2 separate regions of the Capra hircus genome follow, and region 2 is linked to region 1. Evidence: chromatin contacts called from public Hi-C data. All regions are on one chromosome and are shown on one strand. Each heading gives the region's core, a stretch centred on a gene start, on an enhancer-like site or on the middle of the called end of the contact. The rest is flanking DNA. Distances are from core to core; before and after follow the strand shown. Region 1 overlaps UBXN11 (UBX domain-containing protein 11). Region 2 overlaps AIM1L (absent in melanoma 1-like protein).

Region 1 (3,110 bases), core at 230-2,729:
CTGTGAAGCCCAGGAAGGTGTATTTCGGACTGAACCTTGAGGTGGCCTGGACTTGAGCTTACCCCCAGCTAGAGTCCCCTGACCTGCCTGTTCTTACAGCTCCTGCCCCCATATTGTGTCTGAAGCTCTCTGGTCCTCACTCAGAGCCCTCAGCAGCCCCATCATTTCCAGGAGACCATGGAACAGCTAGCTGTGAGGGGCCTGTCTCTCCATGCAGGCCATCCTGAGGGACCCCCAAGCCTGAGCCTCCAGATTAACCATTGCTCTGGCTGGCTGGGTGAGGGTTGATGGCAACCACACACACACACACGGTAAGGCCTGGGGAGCCAGGGCTGGGCTCACCTGCAGGGTGTCCCGGATCGGGCCCCGGATGTCAATCACCTCGCCTTGTCGGATCACAAATTTGGGGAGCCTGTTCAGAAACTTCTCGGCGGTCATCCTGGAGCCTGCAGGGAAGGCATCGGGGAGCCTTGGTCAGGTGGGGACTGGAGTGATGCTGGAGGAGGCTCACCTGGAGCTTGTTGGGCACAGCATTCCTACCACCTGGCTCAGCCGCAGGGCCGAGCTCACCTGGATGCTCTATGCTGTCCAAGGGTTTTCGAATCCTCTGCAGGCCCACCACGCGGCCCTCACCTGGGAACGGGTCCAGCCCGTTCTCTGGGTAGACCTGACTGCGCAGGTCACTCACCTGGCAAGAAGGAAGGGAAACAGCGGCAGACACAGCTCTTCAGCCCTGGGCTTCATCCCCACCCCTCCGTGCCCAAACAGAGGCCCCAGGAACAGGCCCGCGGGGTGGCCTGCCGCAATCCCCATGTTGCAGATGAGGGAACCGAGGCCCTGGGAGAGAGCAGGAGAGCTGCTGTTCATGCTGCTCTCAGCCACCTGACCCTTGCTCTCCCTGCAAGCTCCCTGCCTCACGCCAGCTGGAGTCACAGTGCTGACATCCCCCTCCCAGAGCAGGGGAGGGATGAGGGTGTTTAGGAGAGGGCAAAGCCTGGCTTGGCATGCACTGCCTTGAACACCCCCGGTCGTGACTCACGGTAGTTTCCAAGCCGGGCTGGCACGCGCTGCCTCACATGCTCACATTGTGGAACTAACGCACCACCCTCGGGGCATGGCCTCAGGTTGGTCCAGTCACCCTCATTTCACCGCCCACCGCCCCCACAGCAGGGGGCTGGCTGCACCTCAAGTTCTTTAGTCCCAACATCTGCTTCCTCCCAAGGCACTGCCTTCCACCCCAAAGAGGAGGTGCCAGGAGCCCCTGGGAGCATCCAGGTCGCCTCTGTACAGACACTTCGCTGTCCCCAGTTGGTCCAGGTGTCCTGGACATGGTGGAGGAGGGTCCCAGGCTGAAGGCTGTGCTTCGAGGCAGCCAGCAGGGGGCACTGCCTGCTGCTCAGCCTCCAGCCTTCCCTGCTGCTGCTGCTGCAGCTGGAGCCCCAGGGGCCACCACAGCCTCCCAGCTCCCTTCCCAGGCTGGTTTCAGGCTCCTTCTCCTTCTGGAGAGGTCATCAGATGGTGGGGGGTGGGGGAGCAGGAGGGTCCCCTGAGGTGGGCAGCACCTCTAGGTGAGGCCTGAGAAAGCAATCCCACCCCCTGTGCAAAATCCCCACACTGGGAGTGCGTAAGTGGTTCTGGGATCAGCCCATCACCTTAAAGGGGACGCCATCAGGGTACAGCCGCTGGAGCTCTGAAGGGAAGAAGCCATCCAGTATGTCTCGAAGACAGCGCTGTGGGGAGAGAGGTTGGATGAGGCCTGGGCTGGACCCTGTTTCCTGTCTAGATGGCAGGCTACTGGGGCGGGCTCCCTCTGTGGATCCTACTCTGGAAGTAGGGCCCCAGGGCTTGGGTGGGTAGGGGTGCTGCTGAAGGCTGCACATGAGCCTGGGGTGCTGGGGGAGAGCTGGGCCCATTTAATAGTGAGCAAGAGGTCGGCCACCGGAGCAGCTTGAGGGTGCTTGGGCCTGTCTCCCCTTCCCCGTCACACCTACCTGCGTGGAGGGATCATGGAAGGGCCGGAAGGGCCCATCGAACATCACGATGCCGTTCCGGTAGAGCCTCAGCGGGATGGGTTCAAGGGTCCGGAGCGGCACTCTGTCGGGCACCGGCATCAACTGGGCGTCGCTGTCTCCCACCAGCTCGCTGAGATCTTTCAGGCTGGCCAGCAGCCTGTCAAAGTCCACCTCGGGGGGAACCAACGAGTCCCCTGGCAAAGGGGACGGACACCCATGAGCCTCTCTTCGGGGCTGCTGTGTGCTCTGGGGCCCTGGCCTTCATGGCCCCCTCCCACGCTGGGCAGGGGACTTAGCATCTCTTTAAGTGACCCCCCTGGGGAGGGAGAAGGACAGCTGACCTAGGTAATAATACTGGCTGTCTTTTAGTGAGCATCTGCTCTGTGCTAGGGGTTTACCATCTATTATCCTGTTCTCTCTTCATACCAACCCTATGCTGTAGGGACTATGAACATCCCCATTTTCCATATTAGGAAACGAAGGGCTAGAGGTTAAAGGCTGGCCTAGGGACACACACAGTAAGTGGTGGGAGCAGGACTGATCCCGGGTCAGATGTGCCAGGCACGGAGTTAGCAGCTGAAAGGCTCAGTGCCGAGTTCCCAGCAGTCTGAGCTCAAATTCCAGCTCTTTCCTTCTCCCTGCGTCACCCTGGTCAAGCCATTTCACTGCTCGGCACCAGAGCACTCTCTTCTGGAAGGGGATGATGACAGTACGAGGAGGGCTATGAGGATCCCAGAGGACTTCCAGCAGAGTCCTGAGGAATGGGCCTCAGGCCAGGCCAGAGGCTACGAGGCAGGGCTTACTCAATCTCCATTTTACACAAGAGGAAACAGGCCCACAGAGACAGAAAGTGACTTGCCCCAGGCCACTTGGCGAGTTAGAAGTGGTTGAGCTGAAATCTGTTTTTCCTACCCATCTGCGCCATCAGGAGAGGGAGGGGAGGGTCAGGACAGCCACTGGACAGAAGGGACATGGGACAGACCTTGGGTTGGACATACATTTCTTGAGTCACAGAGCCCTTTGACAAGCTGACAGCTTTGGCCTCTGCTTCTCCATATAGCTGTTCCTAAGCTTCATGGGGTGTAGGTGGGGCGGTGG
Region 2 (3,087 bases), core at 588-3,087, 40 kb after region 1:
GGTCAAGGCCTGGAGCCACAGATTTCCCTATCTCCTGCATGCTGGAGGTACGGGTGGCCTGGTGGACATGAAAGGAAGGTTCCAGGGCACACAGACCGGGGACTGCCTCTGACCCTGCCTCCGTTGTGGCCCGAAGCCGCCAGCCCTCCCCACAGGACGTTGCGGCAGAAGTCACGACCCTCAGGACAGGGAACCGGGGGCTACAGTCTGGGGGTGGGAGAACTGGGTCTCTAAACAACACACCTGAGACTCACCCCTCCCCGGGCTTGCCCCACTTCTTCTCTTGCAGATACAAACCGGAGTCCTGGGAAGCAACCGCACCTTCACCACCTACAAGAAACCCCAAAGTGGCTCCCCAGCCTTCAGCAGCCTGGCCGGTGGCAGCATCCTTTTCTTCTTGACCAATACCCTCATCCAGCTCTTCCACCTCACCTGAGCTGACACGCCCCAGCCCTCATCTCATGCCCCCCCAAGACAGCGGCCATCGTCACTAGCAGGAGAAGCACCCCCAATCCTTGGGAGGTGCTGATGCTAGAGATGAGCAGGTTATAGGAATTGATGGGCAGAGCTTGGGGTGGGGCCCATGGCTGACACAGGGAGGTTCTGACATGGAGGAGGAAGCACCTCCCAGCTGGGGGTCAATAAAGCTGTTGTGTACTTGGAGCAGGGTCCTACGTGTGGTCACTGGACATCACCAGACCTGAAGAGCCAGCACCCAGGGGCTGCCTGTGTCCCCATCAGCAGGAGAGGTGGCACCAGGGAGCTCACACCCCACCTTCCCTGCCCCAAAGCCTGGAAGCTGGGGCCCTACCCATTTGGATCCCCTTGAAAGGACCCAGCCCAGAACCTGCCGTAGTCACCCTCTCTTTAGTTGCATTTGGTCACCGGTGCCTGGGAGTTCAGGAAGGGAGGTCCCAGAGGACCCACATACACCCACCCAGACCTTGGGCATCCACAGTTGCAGAGGCAAGTCCCCCACTCCATTACCTGAGTTTCTTCTGAACAACAGAGTCAGAGAGAACTGCCCGCCCAACCTCTAGCGGTTCCCTCACAGCCAGCCTCCTGTCGTCACGCCTCCAACCACGGGGGCGCTGAGAAAGGTGAAGAGGCCGCTGTCTGTCTCTTTCCCACCTACCCATGGGTTAGGAGGCAGGAAGGACACACAGCTGCTCTAACCACTCGTACCCCTCTTGGAATTGGGATCAACAGAGAGGGAAAGGGACCCTGGAGAAGTCCCCATCTCTGCCTCTTCCTGGAGGATCTCAGCCAAGAGGCCAAGGGTCTGCTAGATTGAAGGACTATGTCCTGCCCTCTCTGAGCCGGGTTAGGGACCAAGACCCCCTGTCCCGGCTTATCTGACTGAGATCAAACCTTTAGGGCCTGAGACCAGGGTTGGGAGAAATTGAGAGGCTCTGGCGAGCAAGGCCCTTTGAGGTGTGGCTCCCACTCGCCTCTCTCGCCCGGCCCACCCTGCCCCCATCACACTGGACTTCCAGGCTTCCACCCCTGAATTTGTCTGCACCCCTCTGCCATCCTCTAGCCCGGCTGACTCCTTCTCATTCTCCACATCGCAGGTGAGGATTCCCTCCTCCGGGCAGCGTTCCATGCCTTGTGCCTCTAAATATAGTTTCAAGTCCTCCCCTGTGCATGCCTCCACTTCCTTTCTTTGCCTGTCACTGAATGTATCACCCTACCCGTTGGAATCCTCCACTGGACTGTGGGTTGCCTGAGCACAGGGACCAAGGCTTGGTTCATGTTCGTGCTCCCATAGCCCGCGCTCCGGGAACACATCATTTCAGGGAGGCGGTGACAAGGTCACACTCTGCAGTCAGTCTGGTCCCAGGGCTCCCTCTGGTGGCAGAGGGAGGCCTTGCATCTGAACGCCCGAACCGGAAGGAGGGAAGAAGCAAGCCCACCTGAGCCTAGGCAAGTCAGAAGGCACGTGAATAAAACCTCACTCCCGCCCCCCACCCCAAATATCAAGGTGCAGTGTCAAGGATACCTGGGAACATAGTATAAAACAGTTTATGTTACAACAAAAAACCCTATAAAAACATGTCATCCCAGGGAGAGCCTCCAGGGCTGGGGGGTGGCAGGGAGGTTTCAAAGCACATGGACAGTCCAGATCTGGGACGCCCTGTCCTTGGCCAGCTCCCACAGCACTGCGTGGTCCCGATCGTAGCCCCGGCCGCCTGCAGGGGATGGGGTAAGAGACGGGGAGATGGTCAGAAAGAGCTGGGGACTCCACTGCCCTCAGGGGCCTTCTCCCACACACATGCCCAACTTACCCTTCACATCTAGGATCCGACCTTCAAACATCTGGCTGCAGATGTGGCCCGACTCACTGATGCTCCATGTCTGGCGGGGCAGGCGGCTCTCAGCCCACAGCACCACCTTGGAGCCTGTGCTGGGGGGGCCTATCACCTGCAGGCTCATGGTGGGGGCCACCTGAGGCCCCCAGGAGATCGTCAGGCACCGGCCCTCCCCCAGGGACTCTGCCAAACCTAAGACAACTTTGATACACCCAGCTTTGAATTTCTGGCTCTCGTGGACTGTGACTCTGGGCAAACGTCTTGATCTTTCTGAGCTCTGTTTTCCTGGGGGGATGGTTGTTGAAAGGGTTCTGGTTCAATGTGAGAAACCATCGAAGAGCTGGGAAAATATGAACTCCTCCAGGAAGACTTCCATGACTGACTCTTGAAACACAGGCTTTAGCAGCAAACATCCACATACTTACTGGCTATGTGATTTTCAGCCAGTTACTAAACTCTGCTCTGGTTTCCTTACCTATAAAATGGGAAGTATAATAGGACCTGCCCTCTAGTGCCCTCTAGGGATTCCATGCGATGTTCACGTGAAGACATCATGATGTTCATAAGGAAGACATCTGCAGGGTGTCCCCTCCACCGCCACTTTCTCAGGAAGGGCTCCCCTTGTCAGAGATACTGGTATTCCCTATTTTCCTTTCTTCATGTATTTTTCCAAGCACTTTTCAACGCCTAGGACTCATTGAAGCCGTTTCTTTCTCTCCCCACTAGGAAGCAAGCTTCAGGAGGGCCAAACACATGGCGGGTGTTCAGGAAAGAT

The links. Hi-C and Micro-C count contacts between places; a contact is called where the count stands out from the background.
Region 2: a Hi-C map of blood shows a contact between it and region 1, with 5 times the contacts expected there. The contact joins two enhancer-like sites. A contact is called at or near these places in 2 of 5 Hi-C or Micro-C datasets (both in blood).

Annotation. Positions count from the first base shown.
Region 1 is chr2:9,128,857-9,131,966 of ARS1.2, forward strand. It overlaps UBXN11 (UBX domain-containing protein 11), which reads right to left. Exons shown (of 15, transcript XM_018056321.1): 9 at 1,992-2,206; 10 at 1,653-1,730; 11 at 571-688; 12 at 343-446. Among named protein-coding and RNA genes, the nearest start is that of SH3BGRL3, 5.3 kb to the left of the region's middle. Within about 2 kb of position 1,480, at least 3 of the 5 cell types and tissues checked have an H3K27ac peak or open chromatin away from gene starts, as enhancers often do.
Region 2 is chr2:9,168,179-9,171,265 of ARS1.2, forward strand. It overlaps AIM1L (absent in melanoma 1-like protein), which reads right to left. Exons shown (of 22, transcript XM_018056341.1): 21 at 2,289-2,448; 22 at 2,008-2,192. The coding sequence ends at 2,104. LOC108637283 (a long non-coding RNA gene) reads left to right here. Exons shown (of 2, transcript XR_001918921.1): 2 at 290-663. Among named protein-coding and RNA genes, the nearest start is that of UBXN11, 13 kb to the left of the region's middle. Within about 2 kb of position 1,838, at least 3 of the 5 cell types and tissues checked have an H3K27ac peak or open chromatin away from gene starts, as enhancers often do.